Regions from separate parts of the Mus musculus genome. Here regions 1 and 2 are each linked to region 3. Evidence: chromatin contacts called from public HiChIP or PLAC-seq data. All regions are on one chromosome and are shown on one strand. Each heading gives the region's core, a stretch centred on a gene start, on an enhancer-like site or on the middle of the called end of the contact. The rest is flanking DNA. Distances are from core to core; before and after follow the strand shown. Region 1 holds the start of F11r (F11 receptor). Region 2 has its middle 12 kb from the start of Ly9. Region 3 holds the start of Igsf8 (immunoglobulin superfamily, member 8).

Region 1 (4,043 bases), core at 248-2,747, 870 kb before region 3:
GGGCTAAAGCAAGATCAGGCCAAACAAATGCCAAAACTGTGTATAAGTCTCAGTTTAGGACTTCAACTTTCTTTGAGGGTGAATAACAAGTTTGCCCTTGGCAGATACCCAAATATTTGTTTCAGTTTAGTAGTACAAAGTTTCTTTCTTGGTTACACACTGTCCTGTTTATTTTAACTGCCAACCTTGAAGTCAGAAATGTTGTTTTAATTTATTTATACTTTCCAGTCTCATCCAGGAGATGCTTGGTAAACTTGCTGATTGTTGTTGCTGTTGGTGGTGGTTTTTTGAGACAGGGTCTCACACTGCATCTCTGGCTGTCCTGGAACTCACAATGTAGATCAGGCTGGTCTTGAACTCACAAAGATCTACCTGCTTCTGCCTCCCCAGTGCCGGGATTAAAAGCATGGGCTACCAAGCCCAGTGTAGCATGCACTCTTAACTGCTAAGTCATCTCTCCAGCCTGTTTTATTTTTGAAATGGGGTCTCTTGTAGCTTAGGCTATTCTCTGATTTGCTACCTTGTCAAGGATAGCCTTAAACTCCTAATCCTGCTGTCCCTGTCTTTTACAGTCCTGGGATTACAAGCATAAACACTAGGTTGGGTTTTTTCCCCCTTTCTATCCTTCTCCTCCTCCCCTCCCACCCCCTTCCCTTCCTCTGAGAAAGGGTCTCATGAATCCCAGGCTGGTCTACGGCTTATTAGATACCTAAGGCTGAGCCCCCAATCTTTCTGTACTTACATACCTCTTGGCATAGCCATTTTTATAGGAAGATCCACAGTTTGAGGCCAGCCTCAGCGACATAGCTAGCCCTGGTCTAGAAAACAAAAGCTAATCCAAATGTAAGGCCCAGCAAAGGAGCTGCTGACATAGATCCTATGTGTATGTATAAAAGACATATTCCCAGTCCTCCCAAGAAGTATGGGTCAGCTTTTATTATCTGGATGCTTCCTGTATCCGTCTATGTAGGTTTCTTTTTGAGAGCAACCCAGTTTGGGATAGTCAAGATGTCTCTCTTGTCTCAACCCTCTCCCTACACCTTCCTATATTAATTTGTGTTTTTCACTTACCAAGGGGGAGGGGACCAAAGATTCTGCACCATCAAGCAATTGAAAAGTAATGGAAGAGAAATCAACCAAGCACATTCCTGCATCTCACAGGCAGTGACCTTACTCACCTTCTCTTTAGAGATGACTATCGAGGGCCTGGCAGTCCGAAAGGCTCTATCTGCATGCCTTGCTGCCCAATTGGGATGCCCTTACCTGCCGAAGAGGAGGCCTTGGTTTCTTTAAGCGACAGTCTCCTGGGCCAACCAGAGGTCTCTAGAGGTGAAAGCCACCAATCGGACTCAAGAAGGAGGAAAGTTCGGGGTTGCACCTGCGTACGGTGAGTCACTCATCGGAGCTCCCTCTCTTTTCACCAATCGGAACGCGGGGAAGCCGGGCGCCGCCCACCGGGCGTGGAGAGAAAGGCGGGCCGGGCTTAACCTGGCTGCTAGAGTCCAGCCCAGGGCAGTGGATCGCGAGGCTGTTCCCATTGGAGTTGCTGTGCCCGTCGCGTCGGGATTGTAACTGTAATGGGCACCGAGGGGAAAGCCGGGAGGAAACTGTTGTTTCTCTTCACGTCTATGATCCTGGGTGAGTTCCTAGAGTTTTTGGAGGATTAGGTGGGTCCGGGGAGAGGCTGGAAGAGGACGATCCCCACGCGCCGACGGGAAGGGAGGAGTCCAGAAACCTGCCTGCCTGCCTCGCCCTGGGAGTCCACTTTTCCGCCCGGGTCTGGTCACTCTCCGTTCCCCTCCCCCACCGGGAGACTGGCTGGCTCCCTTCGCCCAAGCCGGTGATCTGTGACCCTACCTCCCACTCGGTGCCGGGAGTACCCTCTCTGCGGAAGCACCAAAAATAACCCGGGAGGGTCCATGGTTCTGGGTCTCCCCTAACGACCCGAGGACCCTCCCCAAACCCAACTATTTCGCTAGCCGTTCTTCTCCATAGTATACGTCTGGGAAGGTCTATCCTGCCCTTCCGACATTCTCGGAGATCTCAGAGAAACCTTGAGCCTCTCACCCGGACTCCCTTGGCTCAAGTGCCCTAGAAGGAAATGTAATGAGGAGGGGGGTGGGCTGGGTAGGGAAGATTTCTTTTCCTGGCTTTTGTAGAAGGGTTTCTTCCTCTTGTTAAGTAGTAGACCTTCTGGGATTAATGCCGAGGTTCGGCGTCTGAAGAAGAAATGAATTCTCTAAAATTTCTCAGATTCAGAATTCCTTTCTTGACTAGGTAGCAAAGAGTCGTTAATTAAGGTTGTTGACGGAGTAAGGATTCCCTGGGGCAAGAGTAGGTCTATTGGTTGGCTGGATCTCCTTAGAGCCAGAACTCTGCCCTCCCCCTTGCCCGGAATGAGAGTTTTTTTGTTTCTTTGTCGACTCCTTTTCCTGAGAAACAGCCAGGCTCGCATGCTGGGGCATGACTATCTCGAGGTGTGTTTGTATGAGGTTGAGTGTGAGGTAGGTTGGTTTGTTCCCTTGGTCAGTGTGTGTCAGCACCTGTATATTTATCTGTCTCCTTTCCCTGCCGCCACCACCCTTCGGAGCCGAGGACCAAACCCAGGGACTTGGGTGTGCTATGTCTGGTTCCTGAGTGTCACACACTCCTGTTGTTGGAATGTGTTCCGTATGAATCTGTTTCCCTTCACGGTTAGTATTTTAGAGAGGATAAAGGAAATAAACCATTACAGTCAGTATCGCTGTCTTCTAAAGGCAGTTCGTTTTGGTAACCTTTTTGGAGAACAATCATAAGACTAAGTCCCCAAGATGGAGAGATGGGTCCCTTGTTTCTCATTACAACTGTAAAGCTTTGGAGTGGCCTAGACAATAGGTGAGTCTACTTCTCTACATTGTACAGATAAGGAAATTAATCTGTGGAGAGGAAATGACCTTCCCAGTTTTACAAGAGGGTAAGAAGCTGGGGATGGAACCAGAGCCCTCTGACTCCCATTCCTGGAGATCCAGCGTCTCAGGCATGAGGCATAAGAAGGATCTAAACTACTCTTTCAGAATCAGCTCTCTTGTTATTAATGAAATCCCTTCCACTAGAGTCTCTCACTTCACCTTTGAATTCTACTACTGTTTCTCCGTCCCCTCCTCCTTTCTTTGCCCGGCCATCACTTGTTTCATTTCTGTTCATATCTTAGATTGCTAGCCACACCCACATTCCTGTTTTGTGTACTGTTTCCTCTGGATCAAGGACCGTAGTTGTTAGACTTACGTAAAGCCCTGGAGCGACTTCCTTCCAACCCCTTTCCTCCTTCCTTTTCTCTTCCCCTAATTTCCTACGTTAATTCTAGCACTCACCACCAAAGAGAAGGATGGTGACAAGATCATTTTGAGCAGGCAGCGGTGGTTCCAAGGAAGCCTGAGTGAGGTGGGGCATTTATTTGCTTGGCAGGGCAGGGGGCCCTAGGGAAATAACACGTAGGGGGTGGCAGTGGGTGAGAATACACTTCATGGTGTAACTTTGAAATCAAGGTAGACCTGGGGGAAGGGAGTGATTTGGTTAGTGCAAATGAGGATGGAAATGTCAGCCGGGCCACCTCATCAGGAGTTCTTCTTTCTTTTGTCTGTCCTGTGCCCCTAGGCTAGGAGCTCAGTCTTTTCTGCTATAAAACAGAAGTAATACTACAAGTCCTCCGCACGCCATGAGGATCAATGGAGTTAATAGCTACGTTACATATACATGAAGGGATTACTGTCGCACAGCTATTACCCCTTTGGATTTTGTGAGGGTGTAAGAATGCTGTCCTTACAAGACTAGGTCAAAGGACGCAGGAACAGTTCCCAATGGCTTTATTTTATGATTACTGAGTTTTAAGGTGAGGGCTCTTGTGGGGGCATCCGGTGTGAAGGAAGCACAAACAGCTTGCCCCAGTGTCCTTGGCTTCTGAGTTACTCCTCACCGTGGGCTCTGCCGTCAGGGAGGAAAAGAAAGAGCGGGATAGCTAAGTATTGAGCCCAGCCTGCTAAGTGGATGACTGCTCCAGCCTGAGC
Region 2 (3,687 bases), core at 185-2,684, 690 kb before region 3:
GACTGATTAAACCATGGCCATTCTCTTCAGAACAACCCCAACCCCTTAGGGCTGAAGGATGCTAGGCCCTACAGAGCCTGGGAAACTCTCTGTAGTCCCCTGATGAACATCAGCGAGTCTATGGTGAGGAGAGTGGAGAGACCAGCATTTGGTCCTTTGCTTTACCTCTGCTCTGCTTGGCCAATCCCAGGCTTCCTTACAGCTTGAAACTTCTCGATACAGAGATGCTGAAGAAGAGCCCAGTATCACTGCCAGCTCAGAGATTGTGAGGAATGGGACCTTCATGCTTGCCCCAGTCTGCTCTCTGGAGCAGGCTGGAGAGGATGTTAGTACCACTAGGACCTCCATGGCCAGGGGGCAGTTGTCTCCCGTGGGGGGACTACTCTCAATGTTTTATGGAGATGTGGTGACAGTGACCACTGCACTGCCAAGAATCCTGTCAGCCAGAGCTCCAGCTCTGGTCTCACCAGCCTCTCCTGCTCAGGTGATGTCTTCTTCCTGTGTTTCTCTTATTTCTGGGCATTCTTGGTCCATTGTTGTAGCTTGTTAAAAGACCCTCACCCACAAAGAGCACAGAGACCGCCATCGTTGCAAAATGCATGAGGATTTTACTTATCCAACATGTTGGGGAACCCCCTCTCAGCCGCAAGCCGAAAGAGAGACCCAGAACAAAGAAAGAACACACTTTGTATACCTTTGTAAGGGCCAGATATAGGCACCAGGGTAGCCTGGCTTATTTTAATTGGTGTAGCCAATAACCTTTTTAGACATTGGTTGGTTTGTATAGGGTGACTCTTATTTTGTCTGTCCTTGTGGGTTTTTTTTTTTTTTAGAGTGAGGTGGGGCAGGGGAATTGTCAATCTTGTTTTGGAAGCTAAGTCATTTCAACCTTTAAAACTATGTTTCTATATTTGTTTAGTTAGCCAGCTTTTTATCTGGCTCTGTACTTGGCCTGCTAGTATAGTTTGGAAAGTCCTTTTGAAGGGGGAAGGTACAGGGTAGTCTTGAATTTATTTTGGATATTACACCATCTATCCTTGACCTGCCTTCCTCTTGGATCCAAAAGCAGCTGAAGAAAAGTGGGGACACTGGTTTGTAGCAAGGAGTATTTAAGGTAGCAAGAGATGTAGTCTCTGGAGCTACCATCCCTGGGCCTGGGCCTATCCTTCTCTGTTAGCCTCAGATCTGCCAAACCTCCCCTTGCCCAGACTCAACTAGGCTCCTGCTGGTTCCTGGGACTCTGTGAGAGGAGACCCTTCCCCATCCTCACTCCATCTTGCAGAATTCTCCTGCCCCGCTTCTGACAGGGACTTGAAGTGGAAGTTTCTGGTAGTGGCATGTGATGCAGATTCACATGGTGTCTTGCTGAGGCGAGAGCCGTGGGAGGACACGTGGTGTTTGGGGAGAGTATAAATAGGACTCAGTAGACAGTGATGGCGGGCTTGCATAGCTAGGCTTGCAACACTTTGTTGGTTTCGTTTCTGCACTGCCAAGGGCGGACTCCTTTGACTTCTCCTTTCAATTTGGCATGGTTAGAAACACGGGGAAACCAGTACAGTCCTCACCTCTACCTGCTCTTGCTTACATTCTCTTTATTGCTGTTTCAAGACACCATTATGGCCTGTCAACCACACTCACTTGTCTCTATCCAGCTTGAATTGTCAGAGGTGTACTTTTAAATGAAGATATGCATGCACTAATTTCATGCTTAATACCCCCCGATGCTGCAGGGAAACGGGAGATGCAGACCTAATGGTGTAAAACTTCAGATAGAAGAGGGTATGGGTTTGGGGATCTATTAGACAGCAGTGTGACTATAGCCAATAGCAATGTGGTATAGGGTCATGGCTTGGTTGGCTAGCATGTGTGAGACCACATAGAAAAATATTTCAAAACAACTAATAATAATCCACAGATGTCCCTCTATGAAAATTATAGTAAGCATGGTAAGGGATATGTTAATTTGAATTAATCATGTACCACTGATTGCACATGCATACAACATTACATTTTAGCCCTTAAATGTATACAGTTATGTGTCAATCAAAATGAGGCTAAAAATAAAAGGAAGCAGAAAATAATAGAAACTAAAACCACATTATCAAGACTGGGATGTAGCCGAGTGACAGACTGCCAGGTTTGGCACGGTGTTGAGTTTCTTCACTGGAAATAAAATTTAAAAACTAGAAACCCCTTGTGGTATCTGCCTGAGGTGTAACGATTTTAGCATCTTTGATCCATTTTAGCAAACATGTACACTAAGTATATCCTAACATTCTATAAGTTTTAGTGCAGACACTGTGCAGAAGAGGTGTGGCTGAGAGCCCATGCCTTCAGGAACTCAGTTACAGTCATTACAACCTGCTCCTCATGAGTGTATTGGTCACTTCGTCTTTCATTTGAGCTTTAGCAGGATGCTGTGTTGTCCACGTACGGCAGTGACTGCGCTGCATTGCGGGCTCAAGTGTTGGGCTTTCTTGTGAGCAAAGCCTGTCTCCTTTTCTCTGCAGCTCCAATACATAACATGTAATACCTAAGCTAACAAAGGTTAGCCTGACAGCAAGTGTTGATGGGGCGCCTGTGCTGGGTATATGGGATGTGAGGAGACATGGTAACTGACTTCATGCATTCACATTCTCTTTTCCTCTCTGTGGAGCCTGCATATTCCAGTTCCTGAGCATCTGCAGTTCCCAGATTCCTCTTTCTTTTTAAATTTTTTTTATTTTTTTAATTAATTAATTTTTTTATTAGGTTATTTATTTCATTTACATTTCCCAAAAGTCCCCCACACGCTCCCCCACATGCTCCCCCACCCACTCCCCAACCCACCCACTCCCACTTCTTGGCCTTGGTGTCCCCCTTTACTGAGGCAGATAAAGTTTGCAAGTCCAATGGACCTCTCTTTCCACTGATGGCCGACTAGGCCATCTTCTGATACATATGCAGCTAGAGACACGAGCTCCAGGGGGTACTGGTTAGTTCATATTGTTGTTCCACCTATAGGGTTGCAGATCCCTTTAGCTCCTTGGATACTTTCTCTAGCTCCTCCATTGGGGGCCCTGTGATCCAACCAATAGATGACTGTGAGCATCCACTTCTTTCTAAGGGGACCTGCCACTCGCTCATACCTCTGGCTTTTCTGTCTTCAATATCTTTCCCTCTTTCTCCATCTTCTCATTTTTTTCCGTTTCCTTCTCGCCCAATTCCTAATCTGTGTCATTGTTCATCCACCTTCCTTCCTACTCTGCATCCTGATGAGGCAGGAATTCTTTTCCTTTTCATCCTGGGAGTTCTGGAGGTTAAGTTGATCTGACTGGTGACTTTAGAGAAGATCAGAAGAATACAAGCTGGCACCCTGGGGTCTCAGAAATGAGGAACTCTGTAAGGGGAGCCCTGGTGTGAGTGACAGAGGGACATTGACTTTGATTGGGGCATAAAAGCCATTTCATTAGCAAACTGAGCTCAAAATGCCTAAGAAACGCATGAAGAGCTTACCTCTAAACATAACCTGCTTATTTTTAAAGAGCTCAGAAAAGGAATTGTATTCGTTTAAGAAAAATGAAATAGTTTGAAACATAAAATTAATAACTCATTGAGTATAATACACCTACATCATTAATTTGTGTTACTGTGTAAATGATTTACTTCAAATGGCCCAAATCACTTTACATGTCATTGTGGTGGGGG
Region 3 (3,927 bases), core at 135-2,634:
TGATGTTGTGATGGTGATGGTGATGATGATGATGATGACCGACTTTCAAACCGGTACCAGAAAGTCATTCAATCCACTCAACCTCCAGCTAAAGGGAGAATGCTTTCTCCCAAAGTCTCCCGGTAGCTTGCAGTTTTCACATGGCTCAACATGGCTTCTAGAGAAACAGTGTGAAGAAACCAGGCTTGGGATATATCCAGGTGACAAGGAGCAGGTCCCTTAGCCTCTTGCTAGGCAGTCTTGGGCGACCAGGGTTGGAGTTCTGACTTCCCTATAGATTCCCTATCAGTGTTTCTCTGTGGTTGCTGAATGTGGCTTCCACTGGCAGCCCCACGAATACGACTTCTGAGAAGAGGAAGTCACCGCTGGCCCGGATCTCTTTTCCTGTCTGTGCCTCAGTTTTCTCAATAGGAAGCAGTAAGCGAGGGAGCAGGGGTGAAGGGGACAAGTAGGGAATGGAGGTGAAGATCTAGACGTGTTCTAGGCCACTTCCCCCTAATGGGCACTTCCGCGCCCTGGTTTTGCAGGCTGAGCCGCCCCTTCTTCCCATCCTGGCCCCACCCTACTCTCCGCCTTTTTCACAGTTGGAGACATGGCTTTGGGAAGAGGTTTCTCTTCCTTTTTCCTACCTCCAGGCTAGCTCCACCTTCCCCAGCAAAGAGGTGTGTTACGTCCTCTCGTTGGAGACTCCAATTGGTAGAAAGCAGTTTAACGCAAAAACAAAACACCCCCATAGTTACCGTGTGCATGAAACGTATGTGCATGATCTCAGCTAATAATCGCCGTAACTCCTCGAGTGTTTACAATCTCTGTTCCGTACGTGGCGGGGGGGGGGGGGGAAGTGAGCTTGAAAGCATTGAGCTGAACAAGGATCTTCCAGCTAGGAAGTCTGGACCGCTAACCCACTTCCCTTTCGCTTTGCATTCTGACCGGGTATTAGAACAGATTTCCAGCGATCTTCCAGGACTCTGAAGCCCCTTTGGGTCCGCTTCACGTCCAGGAAACCGTGGGTCAGGCCATGCCTACATAAATCAGCAGGGTTTGCTGCCAAGACTCAGTGGCCCACATCACCCAATTGGATTCTGAGTGCGTAACCACAGTCACCCCATCATGCATCCCCAGAGGCCCTGCAAGCACCCCATTCTCCCTGGAAGGCTGGCAGGTGCAGGGCGGGGTGCCCTCTGAGCGAGGAAATGGGGGTAGAGGAGCCCAGGTGCCGCCAGTTCGCCCAGCCTGAGGCCAGAGGCGGAGCCACCATCAGGGTCGAAGTCTGGCCCAGGCGACGGCCTGGGGCGGGGCGAGGCGGGGGCGGGGCCGGGCAGCGGGGCGCGGCTGGGACTGGTCTCCCGAGCTGCGGAGGGCGGGAAGAGCGGCGGGAGGAGGGGAAGAAGGGTGGAGGGCGGGGAGTTGGCGGCTCCCGCTCGGCTGGGCTCTGCGCACCCACGCTTCACTGCTCCGCTTTCTGCCCCCCACCTGGGCATGCGCCCCCCGCGGCCCTGGCCCCCCAGAGCCCACGCCGCCCCCAGGAGTCTCCTCAGAGCCGCCTACGCAGAATGGGCGTCCCTAGCCCCACGCCGCTGAGTTCGCTCCTGCTGCTGCTGCTAATACTTGGTAAGCCAGGTGGTGGTCGCCGCGTCCCTGTCCCGGCCGGGTAGGTGCCTAACACCGTGCAGCCCACCAGCCCACCTTCCTAGCATTTCAGAGCTGGTTGCATCCCTACTTCTCCAACAGACGTGCCTCCACTGTCTCTGGGCTCGGCGTCTCGCTTCCTTTTGCGCCTGTCTGCCCAATCAGTTATGGGGAGGGTGGTGGTGTCCTCGCTCTAGGTTCCTAGCTGGGGCATATGGGCGACCTACTGAGGTATCCCCTGAGACACCATCGGGCCTCCGGAGGCAGGCACCACTTCTCATCGGTTACACCCAGCGTCTGGGGTCGTTGCTACCAAATACCGTGACAACCTTCTGCCCCACTCTCGGCTCAAGGCCTGGTTTTGGGTGTTTGCTCTGCGTGGGCAGTGCCTGGCGGTCTTCATAATTGCCTAGAGTTGGCTGGAGGCCCAGGGGCTGATTCTGACCACGATCTCTGAAAAAAGTCTCCCCAACACCCCCACCTCCCAATATAACATGTCACCATCTGAGGCTTCTTCCCTCACGTGTCTCCACCCTGGGCCAGTTCCCTCTTTGCCCTTCTTCCACGCTCCCAGATATTTGCCTGGTTGTCAGACTCAGTTGGTCCCAACATCCCTGCCTCAGGAGAAACCAGGCTCCATGGAAACTGAACCTGGGATCTCTAAGCACCCAGTGTCTGTCCTGGTGGGTGTTTATGATGGTGTGTTTTCTGGGCCAACCTTGCGTCATGTCTGGTGTGTGTGTGTGAGTGTGAGTGTGTGTGTGTTGAGGCCTGTGGAGGTTGCTAACATTACCATGTTTGGGGTCTGACTTGGAGGGCTCCCTGTAGGAGGTGTTCTGGGAAAGATATGGCATGGAGCAGTTGCCAGGAGACTGAAGCCCTTGAAAGGAACGTGTGTGTGTGTGTGTGTGTGTGTGTGTGTGTGTGTGTGTGTTATGCATATGGAGAAGATACTATAGTGGGGCACCCCAACCTCCTTCTCTGGTTTATACCAGAACTGCGCAGTGTTGTACAGAATGGTTCCTTGGGCTTCTTGGGGCCAGGATGAAAACTCCTTTGGGAACAAGGCGGGAGGCAGAGTGATGTAGGGAGTTGAAGGAGCTGTGGGGCTTGGTTGCCTAGCGATTGCTTCTTTTCCTTTGGGCTTAACCCGAGCAGGGATGAGCCCAGGGGTGGTTGGGAGGAGTGAGTGTTATTCAGGGGCGGGAGAGGAGCTGAATGTCATCTTAGCCCACTGCAGCCAGCACTGGCATTCACTTCACAGATGATGTGAAATACCACTGTGTATCCAGTGAGGGTGGGGGGTGGATTTGAACTCAGAACTGACTCCAAAGCAGACCTTTGGCTGTTAGAAAGGAGGCAGCCCAGCCATTGAGAACCTTGTAGCAGCCTATGTTCTGAGGCTGTGGGGACAACTTTCCCATGGGGATCTCCAAGCATCAGCTTGTGTGGAGCCAGGAAGGTGGGAGGGGACCTTCTCAGCAGAGTTTACCCATGGGCAGCCAGGATGGTGTCAGCTTGGCTGCCTTAACCATCCTCCTGATTATGAAATGTGCCTGGAGCGATATGTGCCTGAGTCACACACATATACTCACGGGTTCAACATCAGAACTGGGAGCTCTTAGTGCTGAGAGATAGAAACTGAGACCCAGGAGAGGAAAGGGTTGGTCCCATGTTGGCTTTCTGACTCTAGCCTCTGCTTCAGGCGGTGGTCATGTGTTCTCTGCGTGACGTAGCCAGAAGAAGGAAAGGAGCGAGAACTGTAGAGCAGGCTCTCAGGCTCTTGGGTGGTTTCCTCCAGGGCCAGTAGCAAGCTGTGGACTTACCCCTGGAAATCCGGGAAATTACAGTTTTGTAAACCAGGGCTCTCCTTGGAAGCATCTCCGCCTTCTTGGTTTTGTCCCTCTTCAGGGGTGTGTAGAGGCCCTCCAGAGAGGGCAGGGACTTGGCCACAATGTCACATTTCACTTTACTTTTCTCATCTAGAAGAGAGATGGTTCTCACGGCCAGGCCTTCCGTGTTGGCTGGGAGAGAGCTCTAGACTCACATCTGTGGTTAGAACCTAGTGGCAGTGCTCCCTAGAGGTGCTCTCTGGGAGTTTCTTCATTTCTCTCATCTGAGGAATGATTGACAGCCCTTCTTGCATTCTAGGGTTCTGCGGTCTTACCTAGAAGTAGTGGAGAGGAGAAAGAAGCTGGACAGTCCAAGGTTTTGGAACCGGCTGTCTGTTGGAACAGGGGGTGGGGTAAAATGGGTGGAGGGAGGGAGAGAGAGAGAAGGGGGAAGGGGGAAGGGGCA

Evidence for each region. HiChIP or PLAC-seq counts read pairs in DNA pulled down with a chosen protein or histone mark.
Region 1: a contact with region 3 is called in a FOXA1 HiChIP or PLAC-seq map of pancreatic cancer cells. The contact joins the promoter of F11r here to the promoter of Igsf8 in region 3. A contact is called at or near these places in 1 of 39 promoter capture datasets (embryonic stem cells) and 1 of 115 datasets of contacts at active chromatin or transcription factors (pancreatic cancer cells).
Region 2: an H3K4me3 HiChIP or PLAC-seq map of pro-B cells shows a contact between it and region 3, with 6 times the contacts expected there. The contact joins the enhancer-like site here to the promoter of Igsf8 in region 3. A contact is called at or near these places in 2 of 115 datasets of contacts at active chromatin or transcription factors (T-cell acute lymphoblastic leukemia and pro-B cells).

The regions. Positions count from the first base shown.
Region 1 is chr1:171,436,064-171,440,106 of GRCm38.p6, forward strand. It overlaps F11r (F11 receptor), which reads left to right and starts at 1,498. Exons shown (of 10, transcript NM_172647.2): 1 at 1,498-1,638. The coding sequence starts at 1,578. It overlaps Gm26641 (predicted gene, 26641), which reads right to left and starts at 1,259. Exons shown (of 2, transcript NR_151523.1): 1 at 1,179-1,259.
Region 2 is chr1:171,617,792-171,621,478 of GRCm38.p6, forward strand. No RefSeq gene overlaps it. Among named protein-coding and RNA genes, the nearest start is that of Ly9, 12 kb to the left of the region's middle. Within about 2 kb of position 1,435, at least 101 of the 459 cell types and tissues checked have an H3K27ac peak or open chromatin away from gene starts, as enhancers often do. A contact at or near this core is called in pro-B cells, where this site is marked.
Region 3 is chr1:172,310,983-172,314,909 of GRCm38.p6, forward strand. Igsf8 (immunoglobulin superfamily, member 8) reads left to right here and starts at 1,385. Exons shown (of 7, transcript NM_080419.2): 1 at 1,385-1,611. The coding sequence starts at 1,554.